Regions from separate parts of the Sus scrofa genome. Here all the other regions are linked to region 4. Evidence: chromatin contacts called from public Hi-C, HiChIP or PLAC-seq and promoter capture Hi-C data. All regions are on one chromosome and are shown on one strand. Each heading gives the region's core, a stretch centred on a gene start, on an enhancer-like site or on the middle of the called end of the contact. The rest is flanking DNA. Distances are from core to core; before and after follow the strand shown.

Region 1 (2,897 bases), core at 294-2,793, 150 kb before region 4:
GTGGTAACGAACCTGACTAGTATCCATGAGGATGCAGGTTCGATCCCTGGCCTTATTCAGTGGATTAAGGATCCAGTGTTGCTGTGGCTGTGGTGTAGGCTGGCGCTACAGCTCTGATTTGACCCCTGGCCTGGGAACGTCCATATGCCTCTGGTGCAGCTGTGAAGAAGAAAAAAAAAAAAAGGTCCTGGGTAAAGTGAGAAAAAAAATCTGCCATGTCTCAGTTTTCTGACTTGACCATCAAGGGTAGATGGAGGTCTAAGAGGTCAGGGATGGTGACTACTACGATTAATCATTGTATAACCATCGCCTAGCCTGATGCCTGGAACAAAGTCAGCTTTCTTTTTCTTTTCTTTTTGTTTTGTAGGGCTGCGCCTGAGGCACATGGAAGTTTCCAGGTTAAGGCTCCAACTGGAGCTGTAACTGCTGGCCTACACCACAGCCACAGCAACGGAGTCTGCAACCTACACTGCAGCTGAGTGGGCCAGGGATCAAACCCCTTTCCTCATGGATACTAGTTGGGTCGTTACCACTGAGCCATCACGGGAACTCCTCCCCAGCAGCTATTAAGTTAGCAAATAACTTATCTTTTACACAGTTCGGTTTTTCCTTTTCAGTCTCCAGGTCACTCATTTAGTTCAAGCCCTCACCATTTCCTGCCTGGCATTCTTTCCAGAGTGTCATAACCAATCTCCATGCCCTTAGAACGCCCATTCCCCATTCCAAATTCAACCCATCGTCCACAATGAGACAGATAACAGTCCTCCACCTTAAATGCATCAAAACTTTCTTAGGAGACCCCAGTATAAACCCTTCATTACCTGACGCTAGGCTTCCTTCATAATGCTCAAGTCTCACTTCCTCTGTACCCTACTGTCCTAGCTACTCAAAGCTGCCCCCAGCTTATCACGCTGTTCATCTCGCTAATTTTTGCCAAGGCTATATTTATTCTTCCAGGAGCATCCCTAACCACACTTGAAGTCCACCTGGCAAGTTTCCACACACCCTTCAAAACCCAGTTCAAATGGTGCCTCCTTTGGGAAGCTCTCCCTGATTTTCCCACCTGTGCTAGCAGCCTACTCTGTCTCTCCTGGGGCTCAAACCACTCTACCTTGAGGTAGGGCTACTCACAGCAGAAAGTTCCTCGAAAGACTGCGCTCTCCTCTGAGGATAGGGACCAGGTCTTATTTACCCGGAGAAACCTCCACTGTGCCAAGCCCAGGGTCTGGCGCCTGCGGGAGCTGAGCGGGAGCTGAGCGCTGGGTTGCTGAAGGAGTCAGGTCATTGCTTTAACTACTAACAGCAGAGGTATTTGGGAAGAGCGCTACCACTGCCCTGGGCTACCAGTCTTTGTCCGCCGGGTAAGGGCCGTGTGGGGTACGCTTCCGAGAGCCCACTGGGAAAGCTCCTGAAACGCGTCTCTCTCGCGCCTTTCGCTCGCTACTCCTGCGTCACGCTTCGCGCGCCCGGAGGCTCCGCGGCCCGCGCCAAGGCCCCACCATCCAGCGACTAGGCCCGGGACCCGGGCTCTGGTGGGTCACGTGGGCTGCCCGCCGCGCCTCAGCCAATGCGGTGGCTGCTCGGCCCTTAGACCCGCCCCCGTGCCGTGCGCATGTTAGGAGGCGGAAGCAGTGCTAGCAGCAACTCAGGCCAATCGCTTTGGAGCGCGCGGGGCCGGGAGTGAAGCCAGGGCTGCGGGAGAACCGGAGCGCGGGAGTTGGCGTGGCGGAACCATGGTGGGCCACCTGAGCGAGGGGGCCATTGCGGTGAGAAGATGCTGGCGGGCCGGGGTGGCTGTGGGCCCTGGGGCTGTGCGGGGTAGAGAAGCGGGAGAGAACCCGGGAGGAGGAGGTAGCGGGGGGCCGGGGAGGAACCGCCGGGGGACCCCCAGTAATCATCACGCTGCAAAGGATTTTCTCCATCGTCGTCTTTTAAACACGCTCATATGTTTCCTGCTTAAGGAAGCAAAACAAAATAAACTCTTGATTTTCACCCATCTCCTCCCTGGCCACTCTGTCTCCTCCCCTCCCCCTATCCGCAGCCAAACTTTTCCAGAGTTGTCTGTTTTCAGTTATTTCATTTCCTTGCCTTCCATTAACTCTTTAACGGACGCCTGTCTCTCCTTTGATCACTATAGAAGTAACCCTGGCTGAAGTTAGCAGTGCCTCCAGGACGTTAAATGCAACAGACAATTTTGAGATTTTAATTTACTCAGGGTTCTCAGCAGCGTTTGTCCACTGAGGGTTGCTTTCTTCTGGTAATACCTTCTTTTGGTTTCTGTGGTTCAGCTTGGCTGGTCTTTCCCTGTCTTATTTCTAGGTCTCAGTAAATTTTGTTGACTTAAGGCTCTGCACAAGGCCCTCTTCTCCCAAGACAATCCAATTACTTTCTGTGTGTCAATTGTTCACAGATTTCTTTGTCCGGAGCCCCCTTTACTCTGAAAGACAAGCCTCTATAATCTGCCTTTGTACCCAATATCGCAAAAACATTTTAAATTCTACTGTGCCAAAGCGAATCCATTATCTCTCTAAATTTGGACCTCTACTGTTTGTTGTCTGAGTGAATGGAACCACTATTCACTAAATTATTTGAGCCAGAAATTGTGGAGTCATTCTTCTGGCAAACTCCATCACCCTGGATGTGCCATCTCTCTCCACACACAAAGTTTGGTGTGTTTTACCTCCATATATATCTGTGTGTGTGTGTGTGTGTGTGTCTGTGTGTTTCTGTCTGTCTTTTTAGGGCTGCACCTGCAGCACATGGAAGTTCCCAGGCTAGGGGTTGCCCCTACCACAGCCACAGCAGTGCAGGATCTGAGCCACGTCTGTGACCTACACCACAGCTAACAGCAACATTGGAGCCTTAACTCACTGAGTGGGGCCGGGGATGGAACCTGA
Region 2 (2,892 bases), core at 99-2,598, 180 kb after region 4:
TTTCCCAAGTCATTTCAAAATCAAGACTATGGTCATCCCGGTCACTCTTGCCCAGGCTGATGACAAATGACTACGTAACAGGCATACTTTCTAGTTCACCATCCACAAACAGCGTTTTTTCAAGCAGGACAAAGCCTTTCAGTTCTCCCACTGAGGAAACCTTCTAGCGCATTACAGATAAACTTACACGGTTATGACAGAAACTGAAACAGTGCCAACCACTGGGGGATCTATAATTCAAAACAAATCACCTCAAAGGTACCTCACAATAAAAGCTCCAACTCAGAAGATATTAAAATGCACAGAAGACCTGAGGGCATCGTCACCCACTCCTCTCCTGGACTAACGAGGCTCCCAGCACAGGGGCGCTGGCTTTAGGCAGTGAGGACAAACTCTGATCCACCAAAGGAATACTCAAAACTTGATCTCTTTCCAGGGACTCGACAGCTCAAGTAACAAGGTCTCACACTCACACTCACACACACACCCACACCCACACCACCTTCCCTGAGATTTATATGGAAATCCATGGTGGATAGTGAGACCACAGAAAAGTCTTGGCATTTACTGAGAGCAGCAACATGGTGTAGGAAACAGAGCCTAAGAGGAAAGGGTATATGGTTCAGAAGGAAGAGAAAACGCTGGAGGAAGAAAGTGTGTTGCTCTTCTCTTTAAGGGAAAATTAGAGGACAGAATTTTCCCCCAAGGAGGACCCCTGGCAGCTGCACCCAGGGACTAAGCATGACTTCCTCGAGGAGCTCACTAGGGGCTGGGCCGGAAGGCAGAGGAAAGAGAAACCCTGAGGGATTGGGGTGGGGGTTGGGGGAAGACTGTGGTTAAAGGGGGTTTTTTCGTGAAGGTAGAGAAAGAAGAGCCAGCAGGCTGGAGAGTAATCGTTCCCAAATGTCACGAGCACAGTAGGAGAGTGAGGGAAGGGAAGAGGAGAGAAGGTGGAGGCCCCTAAGAATTCACACCCTGTGCCCTCAGTTACAAACACAGTCTAGTTGCTAACAATATTAAATTCCAAAATGACTTGTAATGTAGGAAAATAAAATAAACATCCTGCACACTTACCCAATCCGGGTAAACAGCTTCCCATGGGCATGGAGAAAACTGAGGATGAACCTTTTGTTCAGCTGCATGGGAAAAAGAGAAAGGAGAAAACAATTAAACTTTCCCCAGTTTCCTGTTACTGAACAGAGTCCCTAGTGACACAATAACCTGGCCAGGGTCTAAGGGGTGGGCACTGGGGATGGGAACCAAATGAACATGCCCAAACTCTCACACAGACCCAGGGCCCATGCCCAACAGCTGTTGCTCAGCTGAGCCAAAATGACAGCAGGCTCAGCGAGTGAACAGCACCCTCTGCTGGCAGTGGTGACTGCGTGCAGGGAGCGAAGCAATGAACCCAACTAGGCTGGGTAGAAAGGGAGATGCCAGGCACTCTCTGCCATCTAGGAGGTGGCCCCATAATGATGGAAATAAAACACTGACAAGAACAGGACAGAGATGATAATGATCTTGGATAAGTCCCTAATCTTACTTATGAGCTGTTTCTCTACCTTCTCCAAAACTAAAACTCCCTTTTGGTTACCAAGGGGGAGGAAACCCACCGCTAACTAGCTCATCAAATTGTACTTCTCCAGCTTTTAAACTAAAGTTCAAATCTTTCTCTCTCTCTTTTTTTTTTCCCCCTTTTAGAAAAGCTGAACGCTGGGTTTTTATGTTAAATTCTCTGGGTTTTAAATGTTGGCTACTAATGAAAAAAATTTAAACATTAAGCAAGCCAAAAACACACATTTGCCAGCCACATCTGGCTCACATCAATGAGCTACCAAATTTGCAATCTCAGTTCAAGGTTCTAGAAAATCTATTTCTATCACAACTTAGGGAAGATATTCCTCTGAGCAAAACAAGGCAGGGGAAAAAAATGTCAACTCCCAAGAGTGGAAATAATCTAAAGACCAAACCCTGTCATCTTCCCTGGTCTCCTGGAAGCAATATGCTCTGTAGCCAGACAGGAAGAGGGATCAAGAATCCTGATCTCCAGGGAGTGGTTAGGGCAAGGAACAGTCCAGCACCCTGGATGCCTTCCCCAGGAGGAAAAAACTCTTCCGGCTTATACTCTTGCAAAACAGAACACCAACCAAATTGTGGCAGTTTCACTAATTTCATATGAAGTCGGGTGTGGAGAAAGGCGGGCATCTCATCTCACCAATGCCTCGGACCACTAACCATACAATCTTCAGTCTTTACTTTTGCTTAAACGAATTACATTGAATCAGCAATACTAGATCAAACATTGGTTTCTGTGGCTCGTAAGCTCAGGATACTTCACGGAAGGTAACCTGTCTCTACAGTGAGATGAGTCAAGGGGGTGGACGACGCTGGGTTCCATGAACAGAAGGGAAAGGTGAGGAACTGATGCAAAGTAAACGGCTGATGGTTCCACCACGTCAGTGGCAAGGCCTGGGCTAGAAGGGAAAGGAAGGTGGTTTGAAAAACTTACCCCTCGAACTTCTGCCACGTCCCTGTCGTGGGGTCTCAGGCAACTGATCTAACCTCCCTAAGTTTTTCTTTCCACCCAATGGAGTTAAGAGAACCTATATGTTAAGGTAGTGGTGCATGAGATAAGGCAAGTAAAAGCACAGGCTTGGCATGCTGTAAACACTCAACTGTCAGCCGAACATTCTCTCCCAATGAGTGGTAAAATATTAACTAGAGAATCCAGATGAAGGATATACGGAGTTCTTCATATTATTCTTACAACTTTTCCACGGGGAGGAAATTATTTTAAATAAAAAAGTAAAAAAAAAAAATTCCCTCTCTATTTTTAACTCAATTGTCCCTCTTTCCAGCTGTCAATCATAAACAGGTTAACTCATGCATAAC
Region 3 (2,914 bases), core at 362-2,861, 200 kb after region 4:
GGCCTCCTTACAACCTTTTCTATTCTACACTGAAAATTCTCCCCAGTCCACCAGTGATTTGAATTCTCTCTCATAGTGATTGATCTCTACGCCATGAAGGGCCTGTTTCTCTGAGAAGAAATGAAGGAAGAAAACCTAATAAGGTGTTTCTTGTTTTTAATTTCAGTAGGCTCTAAGATCAGTGGTTCTCAATCCAAACAATTCCTCCCCTCCTAGGAAGTACTTGGGCATGTATGTGTGGGGGCCAACTATTGGTATCTAGTGGATGAAGTGAGCCCCCAAAAAGGCAGTAACACCTTCATTAACAATCAATATCCTAAAGGAAGAACCTTTGGATTAACTGCCTTCACTCTCCCAGCTTCAAGAGCAGTGGTGGGTCAACTTCTTCTGTAAAGGGTCAGGCAGTAAACAGTTTAGGCCTTGTGGACCACATACATCTCTCTGTCACATACTGTTCTTTTGAAGCAACTCCTTACATAAGAATGTAATAAACAGTTCTTAGCTCACAGGCCACTGGCAGTCTCATATCCACCCTGTTCTACAGCATAATCTGACTTATAACAGTCTGTTTATATTGAGAGATGCTGATTAAAATAAAATGCAATGCAGTGTTATAAACCATTCCAATAATGAACATTACAATTTTATGTCTTTTTTTGGGGGTGGGGGCCCACACCCACAGCATATGGAAGTTCCCAGGCTAGGGGTCAAATCGAAGCTACAGCTGCCGGCCTACACCACAGCCACAGCAACGCCAGATCCCCGACCCACTAAGCAAGGCCAGGGATCAAACCCAAGTCCTCATAGATACTAGTCGGGTTCATCACCTCTGAGCCAAGATAGGAACTCCTGAATATTACAATTTTAAAGAATGCAACAAGAGCTTCAGAATTTGGTCTTGAAACCCAAGAACTGGGGCATGTATTTACATGATTTCAAATCAATTAAACAGCTCTCACATCTCCTCTTCTTCCCTGTGCATTTCAGGAGTAAGTTTTCTTCTGAATGTTCATGTTCAAACATGTTATTGAAAAGAGCACAGGCACTGCCTTCCCCCTTCTCTTCAGGATATATAACTTCCTATTCACTATGCGTGCCACTCAGAAAGTCTCTTTAAAATTACTACTGTTAACATTTTTTGAAATGTCTAAACCAAACCAAGGCCTGGAAAATCTGACTGGTATCTGGGTCCTGACTTTCCGGATGGTAACTAAAGGTCACGTGGGGTGGAAAGTGGCCTGTGGGTAACACAGAATATACACATGCACGCGAACAGGATATGTTGGTAATCCGGTTTCCTGAGACCTGGTGAGTTGTGAGAGTTCTCATCAACACCCTTGGGGAAGATGAAAAACCTGAAGCTGGGAAACACTGGATTCTAAGAAAGTGTCCAGCCTTACAATAAGATTTCTGCCTGAAGCAGAAGGGCAGGTATCCCTCCTCTTCCTCCTTGTCTAAAAACATAAACAAAACAAACACACAAGATAATGAAGCGAGGATCTATCTGACGGAGTTTCTTCACCATGTGGAAGCCGGTGTTTGCAGCATGGCTTATGTCACGTCTCAAGCCCAGAAAGACGAAGAGTGTGGTTTTGGTGTCTAACCAGCCTCAACTGCACCCTGGCACTCTGTTTCTCTCCCCTCCACCACCCCCCACAAGAGAACTTTGCTCTGCTAGAGGAAAGAAACCAACCTCACATCTTGAAACGAAACGGCTAGGATAAAAATAAAGCCCTGAAGTGGTTTGGTGACCGAGGTCATACGGGGCGTTAAGGGTTTGCAGGTAGGGCCAATGTACTTTGAGAAACTTCCACTCGCTGCCAACCACAAAGAGACAAAGTCAGACATCAGCCCAAGAGTCCAGCAGTGATCCAGGCAGGTGGCCCAGTCCTCGCCTGTTAGGGGCTGTTCCTCACAGCAAGCTCACAGTATCAATAGCTCAAAGATCCAGTCCTGGATCTGACTCTGAGAGTAATCTCACCAAGCTGTTTCTTATGGCCTAGAAAAAGAGAACCAATGTGTAGCCTCTTCCTGTAAAAAGAGGCTTGTAAGAACTCCGGTCACCACATGTTGCCACTTCTTAGTTCATAGAGGAATTTTCAAATAGCTGCCAGGGTGGAAGAGCATGACATGAGGTACAAAAGTAAAAGGCTATATATATCAATGACATGAAGTTAATATAATGCCCATAGCAACCCTGAAAAACTACATGATACCCACTGTACGGATATGAAATCTTTGTATTCATGAGGCCAAAATATTAAGCTAACTTTCTCTGTTATGATGATATAATTATGGGGGCAATAAAATAACTGAGTTACCATGCACAAAACATTTACCTACTGGCACAAGGACTCAATTCTACTCTATCATTGTAAATTAACTCGCTGCTTACACTACCCAGAGGAAATCAGGCTGAGAGCTATTTTGAGCTTCTAAGGGGCACTAGCTGGAATTGCCAACTTGAAGGATCATGACATAAGTCTAAGAATTGGAACTCACTCTAATACAAGGCAAGGCGTCTTGCCTAAGCAAGCAGGCTTTCTAAAGCCATGCTCTCATTTATAGTTGTGTTCATGGGCAGGGGGTGGGGGGGAGTGAGGGGAAGGTGGAGGCATTAGACATGTACCACCTACACATCGCAACGTTCCTCAGCAAGGTGGTGGTGGCAGCAGCAGCAACAGTAGCTCCGGTGCATAAACTATGCAAGGGGCATTGAAAAGCAAAACAAAGGATGGGTCTGAAGAAAATGCCACCTGCATACCACACTTTAAAAAAGTCTTTAAGCAAATGTAACAAGTTGAGCATGTGAAAGCTCTGTGCTACAGGCCACCTGACCTGGGTTTTCCACAGTGAAGCTGAGCTCCTTTGCTGGCCAATGCTTGCTTTGCTGGATCCTTAATTAAAAGCAAGA
Region 4 (2,734 bases), core at 111-2,610:
CATCAGTCACAAGATGAGTCTCTGAGGGGTGGTTAGCACCTGCACTCTTCAGGTGGAATCACTGGAGTTTGATTCTGGGGATACTATTACAAATAAACTGCCCAAGCCCTTCCTTTAGAAAGCTCATGGTCAGTGGAGGAAGCAGAAGAAAGCAAGCAACACTGTTGTGTGGGTTTTTTTTTGTTTGTTTGTTTTGTTTTTTTTTTTTTAAGTCTTTTTAGGGCTGTATCTGCGACATATGGAAGTCCCCAGGCTAGGGATGGAATTGGAGCTGTAGCTGCTGGCCTAATCACAGCCACAGCAGCATGGGATCCACGCAGCATCTGCAGCTCAGGGCGATGCCAGATCGTTAATCTACTGAGGCCAGACCAGGAATCGAACCTGAGTCCTCATGCAGTTGGGTTCGTTAACCACTGAGCCATGAAAGGAACTCTAAACAGCAGGGACAGTCTTTTCTTTAGAATTAATGTTAAGCATTCACTGGATGTTTTGGGGATACAGTCATGTTCTTGAGCATGCTGCCCGGGAAAGGGGTGTCCCCCCTCTGTGGATCTGACCTGATTTCCCTTCCCAGGTGGGTGCAGGTGGCATGTCCACGCCTCTCCATTGACTGGGGCACAGCTTTCCCCAAGCCGCTGCTCACACCCTATGAGGTAACTTTAAGTTTTGAAAATCCCTGGGAGAGGGTGGACTTTGTACTTGGTTCTGTCGAGGGAGGGAGGGATCCCAGTGGGGTGGGGTGGGTGGGCAGCACTTGGTTACAGCTGAGCCACTTCCTAGCTGTATGGTAAGGCCCTTCCCCTCTCTGAACCTTACGTTTCCTTTCTGTGCTATGGGGATAATACGGCCTTGCAAGTCCACCCTAAAGATTGAATTAAATAATCCTGCATAGAAAGATGTTGGCAAATGTTACTGTCCCGTTTTCCTCTCCAAGGCGGCAGTGGCCCTGAGGGACATTTCCTGGCAGCAACCCTACCCCATGGACTTCTACGCTGGCAGCTCCTTGGGGCCATGGACGGTGAACCACGGGCGGGAGCGGCCACTCCAAGCCGCGGGCCGGCTGGCGCTGGAAGAGGTAGGAAGGGATCCCACGCAGGGCGGAGAGGCCTGGGCGTGGCCAGGCATTGACCGCCTCCCTGGAGACGTGAGGCGAAGCCGCCACCCTGCGGCCGCTACGGAAAATGCACCGCAGCGGGCTGGGGGACGGCTCACCAGCGGGACCCTGACCAAAGTCTACGACCTCAGGTGCAGGAGGGGTCCGCGCGCCCCTCTCCAGCCGGGGCTTGCGATGCTTGCAGCTGCAGGGACGAGAAGGTGGCGCCGCTCGCTCCCTGAGACGCTCCTTGGCCCCAGGTACCCACCCCAGCTCTGGCCGCGCCACACCCTCTTCCCGGTTGCCATGCCAACAACCTCTCCCTCTGAGGCCCACCTCCTGGGTGGTGCAGGCGTTGGGTCCCGCCCTTCGTGTTCGACTTCCGCTCGGGGAAAGGCCGTTTCCGGCCCCTCTGGCGCCTGCCGCGCATTATGGCCGCGCGGTCGCCTTTGCGGGTCCTGTGCTTGGCGGGCTTCCGGCAGAGCGAGCGGGGCTTCCGCGAGAAGACCGGAGCGTTGCGGAAAGCGCTGCGGGGCCGCGCCGAGCTCGTGTGCCTCAGCGGCCCGCACCCGGTCTTGGACACAGCGAGCTCCGAGGGCGCCGGGCTAGACGCCGGTGAGCAGGTCCCCGCCCGGAAATGCGTCCCGAGTCATCTCTGTCTTGCCTTGTCCCTGTAAAACCTGTCCGCATACCGCCACCCTGTCCCTCCCCTCCTCAGTCCTGCCCCATTCCCACTTCTCTTTGCCCACCTCTCGCATTCCAGCGCCTCCTCACACTCCAGCCTGGCCCTCCCAGTGTGACCTCTGTCTCCCCTCCGGCTCAGTCAGCTCCCCGCCTCATTATCTCCAGACTTTTTTCTCTACCTGAGCCGCCTCTCTTTCCCTCTCATTCCCAAACCCTCCCTCACTCCCTTCCTCATATCTTTCCCCAGGATTCCCCCCCTGCCCTAACTCTGTTCTCTCCCCTTTAGGGCCCTGCCCTGCGGAGGAGCAGCCTCGAGGTTGGTGGTTTTCAGAACAGGAGGCTGACGTTTTCTCAGCTCTGGAAGAGCCCACCGTGTGCCGAGGTCTGGAGGAAGCCCTGGGAACGGTGGCACAGGCACTGAAGAAACTGGGGCCTTTTGATGGGATCCTTGGTTTCAGCCAGGGGGCCGCGCTAGCAGCCCTTGTGTGTGCTCTTGGACAAGCTGGAGATCCCCGCTTCCCTTTGCCCCGGTTTATCATCCTGGTGTCTGGCTTCTGTCCCCGGGGTCTTGGCCTCAAGGAACCCATCCTGCAGGGCCCCTTGTCATTGCCTTCGCTCCATGTTTTTGGGGACACCGACCGCGTCATCCCCTCTCAGGAGAGCATGCAGCTGTGTAGCCGGTTCGCTGGAGCTATCACCCTCACCCACTCGGGGGGCCACTTCATTCCAGCCGCAGCACCTCAGCGCCAGGCCTACCTCAAGTTCTTGGACCAGTTCTCAGAGTAAAGATCAACAAAACCTTTGGCTCTGCATACCCTCTCCACCCCCACCCCCAGTGGGGACACATGACCTTGGTGCAGCCTTTATCATCTCTGCCCTCCCCCACTGTCCCCTACCTGGGGCCTCCACTGCTGTTAGTGCTCCTCACCATCACTAATCAAGAGACAAGTATCAAAT

Evidence for each region. Promoter capture Hi-C pulls out the DNA fragments that hold promoters and counts their contacts. Hi-C and Micro-C count contacts between places; a contact is called where the count stands out from the background. HiChIP or PLAC-seq counts read pairs in DNA pulled down with a chosen protein or histone mark.
Region 1: a contact with region 4 is called in a promoter capture Hi-C map of fetal skeletal muscle, with 4 times the contacts expected there. The contact joins the promoter of SMYD4 here to the promoter of OVCA2 in region 4. A contact is called at or near these places in 3 of 5 promoter capture datasets (fetal liver, fetal skeletal muscle and liver) and 1 of 2 datasets of contacts at active chromatin or transcription factors (alveolar macrophages).
Region 2: a contact with region 4 is called in a Hi-C map of mesenteric adipose tissue, with 2.0 times the contacts expected there. The contact joins the enhancer-like site here to the promoter of OVCA2 in region 4. A contact is called at or near these places in 2 of 5 promoter capture datasets (fetal skeletal muscle and liver), 33 of 47 Hi-C or Micro-C datasets (adipose tissue, alveolar macrophages, blood and 16 more) and 2 of 2 datasets of contacts at active chromatin or transcription factors (alveolar macrophages and skeletal muscle).
Region 3: an H3K27ac HiChIP or PLAC-seq map of alveolar macrophages shows a contact between it and region 4. The contact joins the enhancer-like site here to the promoter of OVCA2 in region 4. A contact is called at or near these places in 6 of 47 Hi-C or Micro-C datasets (blood, embryonic fibroblasts, heart right ventricle and 2 more) and 2 of 2 datasets of contacts at active chromatin or transcription factors (alveolar macrophages and skeletal muscle).

Annotation. Positions count from the first base shown.
Region 1 is chr12:48,008,063-48,010,959 of Sscrofa11.1, forward strand. SMYD4 (SET and MYND domain-containing protein 4) reads right to left here and starts at 1,544. Exons shown (of 11, transcript XM_021067577.1): 1 at 1,132-1,544. RPA1 (replication protein A 70 kDa DNA-binding subunit) reads left to right here and starts at 1,590. Exons shown (of 17, transcript XM_003131822.4): 1 at 1,590-1,766. The coding sequence starts at 1,734.
Region 2 is chr12:48,334,508-48,337,399 of Sscrofa11.1, forward strand. SMG6 (telomerase-binding protein EST1A) reads right to left here. Exons shown (of 19, transcript XM_021067586.1): 9 at 1,075-1,136. Among named protein-coding and RNA genes, the nearest start is that of SRR, 51 kb to the right of the region's middle. Within about 2 kb of position 1,349, at least 24 of the 83 cell types and tissues checked have an H3K27ac peak or open chromatin away from gene starts, as enhancers often do. A contact at or near this core is called in adipose tissue, fetal skeletal muscle, mesenteric adipose tissue and 2 more, where this site is marked.
Region 3 is chr12:48,353,555-48,356,468 of Sscrofa11.1, forward strand. The region is part of intron 8 of SMG6 (telomerase-binding protein EST1A); the gene reads right to left. Among named protein-coding and RNA genes, the nearest start is that of SRR, 32 kb to the right of the region's middle. Within about 2 kb of position 1,612, at least 13 of the 83 cell types and tissues checked have an H3K27ac peak or open chromatin away from gene starts, as enhancers often do. A contact at or near this core is called in liver, where this site is marked.
Region 4 is chr12:48,155,239-48,157,972 of Sscrofa11.1, forward strand. It overlaps OVCA2 (esterase OVCA2), which reads left to right and starts at 1,361. Exons shown (of 3, transcript XR_002337309.1): 1 at 1,361-1,708; 2 at 2,064-2,734. DPH1 (2-(3-amino-3-carboxypropyl)histidine synthase subunit 1) reads left to right here. Exons shown (of 13, transcript XM_021067606.1): 10 at 575-653; 11 at 935-1,075; 12 at 1,246-1,353; 13 at 2,064-2,198. The coding sequence ends at 1,335.